2 separate regions of the Pan troglodytes genome follow, and region 1 is linked to region 2. A link is a contact called in public HiChIP or PLAC-seq data. All regions are on one chromosome and are shown on one strand. Each heading gives the region's core, a stretch centred on a gene start, on an enhancer-like site or on the middle of the called end of the contact. The rest is flanking DNA. Distances are from core to core; before and after follow the strand shown. Region 1 holds the start of AGPAT4 (1-acylglycerol-3-phosphate O-acyltransferase 4). Region 2 holds the start of MAP3K4 (mitogen-activated protein kinase kinase kinase 4).

Region 1 (4,073 bases), core at 395-2,894, 280 kb before region 2:
TCCCTCTCCTTTTCCCATTCTCGAACCACCTCTGAACCTTGTACAAATGTCAATCATTGCCTCCATTGTGTTTTAACTGTTTACATTTCGCTTTCCCTTCTAAGACTTTGAGCACTTTGGGGCCATTTCCATGTCTTATCTGTGTTTTTGTATCTTCAGCAACTAACATGGATGCTCAATAAACATTCATTGAACTGAGTTGTTACGTTGTGACCTGGAAATATTCACAATTCCTTGTATAGATAGAAATAGCTAAATAAGGGCACATAAGGATAGACTCTAAATGGCACTCAATAATGTGCATAGGGCTGGGCGTGGTGACTCCCCGCCTGTAATCACAACACTTTGGGAGGTGGAGGCGGATCACCTGAGGTCAGGAGTTAGAGACCAGCCTGGCCAACATGGTGAAACTTCGTCTCAACCAAAAACACAAAAAATCAGCTGGGTGTGGTTGTGTATGTCTGTAATCCCAGCTATTTGGGAGGCTGCAGCACGAGAATTGCTTGAACACAGGAGGTGGAGGTTGCAGTGAGCTGAGATCGTATCATTGCACTCCAGCCTGGGCAACAGAGCAAGACTCTGTCTCAAAAAAAAAAGCATAGGATTTAATCCATGAATTTTGAATTTCTATGTTAAATTTTTAGAAATAGTAACTTTTTCTCCCATATTTCTCAGCTATATCTGAGATAACTGAGGCTGAGCAACATTGTCTAGACAGGCAAAGTGTTAGCAATAATAAGTATAATAATAATTGTAATGTAATAATGGAATGAGGTTGTTAAAGTACTGAGATCAGGATAAAAGTTACAATTGTCCAAATTTTAAATTTCCTATCATTTCCACTGAAATCACTGACTGTACTTATAACATTATCAGGAATTTATGCAATTTGTAGGTTTTGAAATAAATTACCATTCAGAATTCAACCGTGAAAAACAGTGTAACTCTACTTGAAAAACACTTTGAAAAACTCAAGTTTTCACCAAATCTAGAAGCACATGGGTCGTAAAACATAGTTCGAAAAGTTTCGAGAGATGATGACTACAAGGAACTTTTTATAAAAATCTTTTATAAGCATTACTCTGTGGTCAAATTTATTTTCACATGGATATTAAAACAAGTTATTGCTACAAATGGGTTTCTGTTCTGATCCTTTTTTTGTTTGCCTCACATATCCTTTCTCTTCCACCCCATTCTGCTTCACTCTCCCCCTCTCTCATCACAGACAAGAAAAATGCCACCTCCCGTAGGATCCACTCCAAACCCTGTTTCCTGAATGATCAATGCCTTCCCCCATCGCAATCAAAAAAGCACTTTCTATTCTGTCTTCATGACACACTGGTTTTGACACTTGCATAGCTGTTAGTAATTCTGCAATGTGCTTGGGCTATTTGTGAGCACATGTATTTTTCCTTTATAGATTATAAACATCTAAAGAACAAGGTTAACCCAGGAGTCAAGTAAATAGTTAAATATTATTTTGACAATGGCTGTAATAGTGGACATTTGAAAGGAATACACCTCAGTATTTTGAAATTGAAATAATTTTCTGGATCCTGGCATTTCTGGACTTTCAACAGCCCACCCTTTTTTGAAATTGTGACGACACCGTTTTACTATAAAGGTCTGCCCAGACCCTCTCTGATACACTGTGTAAATGCCACGTGCATGTGAGCATGCGACAGTATGTGTGTGCACGCCTGTGCAGTGGTAATCAACCGTGGTGCTAAGGTTTGAAAACAGAAAATACATCAATCGACCTCCAAGCTTCTTTCATCCCACTTCATAACATCTCAATCTCTTGAGTGCTGAGGCTTATTTTGTTTAAGATGATTTGGACTCTTCTGAGTGCAACGCAATCTCCTTCCAGCACAGCGGACCGAGGAGAGGTGAGGGGAGAGTTTTGAGGGTGGGCATATTGATCCTACGCTTGCTGAATTAAAAATGAGCCAACTGAGGACAATTTCCAGGTTGCAACACAGACGGAGCCGGAGTCTGGGTTCAGGTTGGAGGAGCCGTCAGGGCGCAGGGATGCAACAGGATTTGGGAGAAAGGGGAGAGAAAGCAAGGCCACTTCTAGGGGGCTTTGATTTTTTTTTTATCCTGGCAGCTTCCCGAGCCAGATTTCAAAAGCGATTTCAAACGTGAAGCCAACTGAAGCACTGCCTTACACTAATTGGAAGGGGAAGGGAGTGACTCATATTACACCAGCTCGCTCTTCCCTCTCGGCAACTGCTAACTTGTAGCTTTAAAAGGAAGTGACATGGGTGGGGAGAGACGTCAGCTGAGGACCACTTTTTTTTTTTTTTTTCTTCCTGAAGGGTCCACCCCATGGGTGGAGTCTCGCTTTTTCTTTCCAGTGTTGGCTGACTTACAGCTCTTATAAACTAGTGGCAATTTCTGAACCCAGCCGGCTCCATCTCAGCTTCTGGTTTCTAAGTCCATGTGCCAAAGGCTGCCAGGAAGGAGGTATGTGGTCCTGGTGCCGTTCGCAGGCACCTTCCCCGCTGGGTGTGGCTGATGTTTGCATTCCTCTTCCTATCATATTTTTCTTTCCTGGGCTGGATTTCCTTAGGACCTCTGGAAGGGTAGGCTCCGGGGGAGGGGGAGTGCAAGGCGGGCGGGGGAAAGGTGCAGGGGGCGCCTGGAGGGAGGCGAAGAGAGGCTCTGCTGGTACAAAAGGACCCTCGCTTTGTGCTGGGCCGGGTGAGCGTCCCTTTCTGGGCTGTGATTTCAAGCTGCTGTTCCTGGCTTCATTTACCCACCCACCCAGCCCCCTCCCGGGGCTAAAGCATTTTCTCTGCTATAGACGAAGCTGGGCGGGGGGTGGTGGGGGGGGGGTGGAATGTTCCTATTACATATTGCTCTCTTTTGTGTCATGCAACATGTTCTTCCGTCGCTGACGTTTCTATGGCAACCACAAAAATACTACACAATATGCAGCCCCGATATACATTGATTTATTTGTATTTTGTGTCTAGTTTGCAGCTTCCTGCTCTGCTTCTTGCTTTGGTTTGCTAAAATCCAGCATGGCTTGTGGCTACCCCTCCTCACTTTCATTTTGGTTTTTCCCTATCACAGGAGGGGTGGGGGAGGGGAGTTGTCAAGGAAACAGGCATTGGTAATTACCTCTCTATTTACCTAATTTTCGGCCTATGAATTTCTCCATATCGAGGAATTAAAAAAGGAATGCTTTGATGTTTATGTAAGTCTTCAGTGTCTGGTCTTTTTTAAGAAAACCTAAACACTTCTTAAGATACGATATTGATCCTGTGGTCAAGCTAAGGGGGAATTAATTCCTTACAGGAGGTGAGATCATTGAAATAAAGTTTTAGAGAGCATTGGAGAATTCGCACTGATAAATGTGATATTGCCTGCCCAGGTTTGCCTAAAAGCTTAAATATTTAAAAGATGGGTCTTTGCTCTCATCTGCACTTATTTAGCTCCAAATCTTAAGTTCAACAAGTATGAGTAACAAATTAACTGCCGGGCAGGATTCTCCGTTTTTCGTTTTCGTGCATTGTTCTTAGATGGATTAGCCACGCTATTCACTCTCTTCAAGGTGAGGGTTGCTAGACTTTTTCAAAACTGTGGAAGGATTAACTCATCTGTGATTAGTCAACGACTCTCAGTTGGAAAAAAAGTATCTTGAGAGAAGGGAGAATGTGTGTGTTTGTGTGTGTGTGTGTGTGTGTGTATGTATATGTGTGTGTTTAGGGAAATGGGAGGCGGGCAGGGAGAACAGGGCACACATCTTGAGTTCTACGTTAGAAGGATTCCATCTTCTGAATGTTCTCTATGGGGAGAAAAACTGATATTCAGAAAAAATATGAAATGAGAAAATTATTATCTACTTAGTAATAAGCAAAGTTAATTATAATTAGAATCAAATAACACATCTCTTAGAAAGACATAGTCCTAGTGGGCCTCTTAACAGGTACCGGCTAAACTGATGCTTTTATTCAGTACGTCTAAGGAAGCGTTTGATAAGGGATACCATTCTTCTGATGGGCATCCCAAATAATTAGCTTTTATAAAATAGATAAGTAGTAATCCCATTCATGACTCTTAAA
Region 2 (4,017 bases), core at 10-2,509:
ACAGGCATTCTCTGGAGCGGGCAAAAGGAGAGGAGGAGGAGAACGCGGGGAAATAGCCAGTACGCACTCGATTTCCGAATGTCTCATTTACTCGAAAGAGGGCAGAGGGGAGGGACCACTTTCGTTCAGTAATGATGAGAGGCACTTCAGTGAGGCCACTCTTCCGAAGCTAGCGGCAGGGGAGGCAGCCGCACTCTGCTCCCAGCCCCCGCGACGTTGAGGGTGAGCTGGGGGAGTCTACAAGGGAAGGGGAGCCGGCAACACGCTCGAGCGGAACCCTGCGGAGCTGCAACCCCGGGCGGAGTCGCCGGACAGACTCAGACGCGGTCCCCTGGGACCCAGGGATGCACCGCGCCCCTCCCGCCCCAGCCTGCAGAGCCTGGATGCTTCCCTCCCCACCTGGCGGGAAGCAGAGGCCCTCGGGCCCGACCGAGTTCGGGCCAGGACCCGCCCCGCTTTCTGCGAGCGACCGACTGCGGCCGCCACACTCACCTCGCCGCCAAGCAGCACTCGGGTTCTGACTCGGTCTCGGGTTCCGGCGGCGGTGGTGGTGGTGGCGGCGGCGGTGGCGGCGGCTCCTCCATGGCGGCGGCAGGCGTGACGGCAAAGGCGGGAGGAGGGACCAGCGCGGCAGCGGCTTCTCTCATCCGTGCACGGAGCCCCGCATGGCCGCGGCGGGCAGTAAGCTGCAGCCTGGCGCGGGGCACCGGAGCCCCGAAGTGCGGGAGTGACTCGACTCCGCCTCCGCCTCTACCCCGCCGCAGGAGCCGTGCGCGCCGCGGCCATCTTGGAAACGGCGACCGGCCGAGCGCCGGGGCTACGGTGGGCGGCGAGGGACAAGCCTCCGAGATCGGCGGCGGTGGCGGCGGCGGCGGCGGCGGCGGCGGCGGGCGCCGGAATCCGACCGGACGGGGGCGGAGACGGCGGCAGGGAGGGGCGGGGAGCGCCGTCAAGTGTCGGCGCGATTCGGTCCTGGAGCCGGCTCTCGCCAGCTCGCCCGGTTTCGCCCCGGCCGGTGGCAGTGGGGGACTGTGGAGCGGAGCCGGGCTGTGCAGCGGGCTAGGAGCTCGAGGCTTCCCAGGCGGTCGTCGGTCTGGGAGGGACGCTGGGTAGGGCCGATGAGCGGGGCGGGCGCGACGCTATGAGCCCGGCCGGAGTCGCCGCCCAGGGACCTGCCACCCGGATCCCACCTTCCAGGAGGACGGACGTCACCCAGACGCTCGCAACTCCGGTCTCTTGACAGCGCAGCCTTCCACTACAGGCTCGAATTTTTAAGGCTTGACATAAAGTCTCCGGAATTCCAGACTATTAAAGTGACTCTCTCATTTCAACCCGGCAAAACTTCTCACCCCAGTGTCATAAGATTCGATAGCGATCTCCCAGAAACTTGGACTGGAATGCTCCTACACTGAGGGGATGAGGGGAAGAAGAAATGCTAAAGATTATTTCAGAGTTACAGAAATCCTGTTGAAATTCCAATGCATCGTTTACTCTTAGCGCTGGGGCTTCACAGTTTTTTTTTAAGTTGGAAATATTTACAAAATTTCCCATAGGGTGAAATCCAGAGTTAATCCAAAACCAGAATCTTTTAAAATTAAGTACATTCAAATGTGCAGATTTCTTAAACCTCATTTAGTTGAGCTTTGATAGGTAAAACACACGTTTTGAACAACTCTGGTAACAAAGAAAAACATTAAATTGATTATAGCTATGTTATATTTAAAGATCAGTAGTGAAATTAGCTATATTGTGCTCAAAGTATGTTACTGACATTTCTCCGTCGTTAAAAGGAACTGCTTCATTGTAGTTTTTTATAATAGTCTGTATTATGTATATAGCCTGATAGTGCTGAATTTCTGAATTGACCTTCATCTTATTTACTCAACAATATTCATTTGACAAATACTTCTTAAGTGCATATATGTGTCAGGAACTGTACTAGGTGCTGAGGATATAGCAGTAAGCGCAACAGACCAAGCTAACAGCTTAGTAAGGGTGAGGTAAAACAAAACAAAAAAGTATTTAAAAAAATAAACTAATTTTTATCTTAATTTAAAAAATTACAAATTTTTAAAAATCACAAATTGGTATCCATGTATAATTCATTTCCGTGCACTTTCTTGTGTAAAGAAAGCTCAGTAAAAGTATTTCTTACGTTTCTGTAATTCTAGTTCTCTACTCGATTTTCTTCTGCAATTTTCTGAGCCAGAACCCTTCTTAGAAGGACAGACCAGAGGGGCTGATTAATTTTCACTCCAGCACACGCAGAGAAAGGCAGACCCAGTGAAAGAGAGCAATAAAAACCTCACGTCCATTGGAGAGGACCTAAACTAAGCATGACACACATTGATTTTTTGTTTCATAATGATACAGTGGCATCTATTTCTATCTACTGGTAAAACACCAAAGAAATACTGGATATGTACAAAAGATAGTAAACTTTTTTAAAATTTACTTTTAAGATTAGGTGTACATCTGCAGGTTTGTTATACAGGTAAACTTGTGTCATGGGGGTTTGCTGTACAGATTATTTCAACACCAAGGTATTAAGCCAGTACCCATTAGCTATTTTTCCTGATCCTCTCCCTCCTCCCACCCTCCACCTTCCAATAGGCCCTGTGTGTGTTGTTCCCCTCAATGTGTCCATGTGTTCTTATCATTTTGCTCCCACTTATAAATGAGAACATGGATGTTTGATTTTCTGTTCCTGCATTAGTTTGCTAAGGATAATGGTCTCCAGCTCCATCCATGTTGCTGCAAAGGACATGATCTTGTTCTTTTACGTCTGCATAGTATTACACAGTGTATATGTACCTCATTTTCCTTATCCAGTCTACCACTGATTGGCATTAGATTGATTCCGTGTCTTTGCTATTGTGAATAGTAGTTACACACTTTTTAAATAGTCCTTATAACCTTAAATCTCATCCTTCTTGGCTGAGTAGTAGGAAGTTGGAGAAAACCTCTACTGTTTATTTGCTGAAAGGTGATTTGCCTGTTTTTCTTATTTCTCCACCATAACATAAATCACCCCTTATTGCAGACATTCTCCTCTGTATGAAGAATCTAAATTGAACCCCCAGGGGCTCCAAATCATTAGATAAAGAATTAAAGATTGCATGCTTTCAAAAAATAATTAGAATAGTGGGAATTACCCAAATGATTGAAACAAATAAAGGGAAAGGACGTGGCCTCCAACATATAAAATGTGAGCATGTGCTAACCCACAGGGAGGAGCACCCACTTCATTTCCTTTGGGACATGCAGGCAGCTAAAACCAGGAGAGCCCACGTTTCTTCATTCCTGATCTGACTTCTCAATACCTCTTTCCAGGATCTTGCTAACATGAGGAACAGATGGCTTAAAAAATGGAAATTCCTGAGGGAGCTCACTCTTCTTGTGAGCCAAGATTTCAGTGATTTCCCACCAAAACATCTAGAGACCATGCCTGATTCTCATCCTTTCATTTCTCTTTCAGATGTCCACGTGCAAGACCTAGAGAACCAGAAACAGCAAGCTGCAGTTCCTGTATTATTTTCAGATCCCTTAAAATCACCAAGTGCATGTGCATGAGATGGAACCAGGCAAGGAGAACTGAGATGACATCACATCAAGGAGCTCCCATGCCCTCTGCCAGAGGCCTCTGCCCTTCACTTCCACATGGCAAAGTCACTTCTCCTTTCAGTGCTGTTCATGTGTCTCCCACACCACTCTTGGAAGACTTCGCTGCCCTCCACCACTAGACTGCCTTAACCTGCTGGCTAGGTGCTCCTCCTCAATGTTCCCATAGCACTTTGGGCAAACCATTATTTTAGCCCTATATCACCTATCTGCATCTGTATACTTGACTGATTACATGTGTATTTCTTCCTTGTGATCCTCTCAAGAGCAGACAGTGTTTTTTGCTTATCACTGTATCTTCAGCAGCTAGAATAACACCCTGTAGGCAGTAACTGTTCAGTGAAATGTCTATTGATAAATGAATGCTGGGCGCAGTGGCTCACACCAGTAAGTAAT

What was found. HiChIP or PLAC-seq counts read pairs in DNA pulled down with a chosen protein or histone mark.
Region 1: a contact with region 2 is called in an H3K4me3 HiChIP or PLAC-seq map of stem cell-derived excitatory neurons, with 3 times the contacts expected there. The contact joins the promoter of AGPAT4 here to the promoter of MAP3K4 in region 2. A contact is called at or near these places in 1 of 7 Hi-C or Micro-C datasets (stem cell-derived neural progenitor cells) and 1 of 1 datasets of contacts at active chromatin or transcription factors (stem cell-derived excitatory neurons).

Annotation. Positions count from the first base shown.
Region 1 is chr5:173,361,599-173,365,671 of NHGRI_mPanTro3-v2.0_pri, reverse strand. AGPAT4 (1-acylglycerol-3-phosphate O-acyltransferase 4) reads left to right here and starts at 1,644. Exons shown (of 9, transcript XM_016956591.4): 1 at 1,644-1,889.
Region 2 is chr5:173,077,773-173,081,789 of NHGRI_mPanTro3-v2.0_pri, reverse strand. It overlaps MAP3K4 (mitogen-activated protein kinase kinase kinase 4), which reads right to left and starts at 1,259. Exons shown (of 26, transcript XM_016956586.4): 1 at 493-1,259. The coding sequence starts at 647.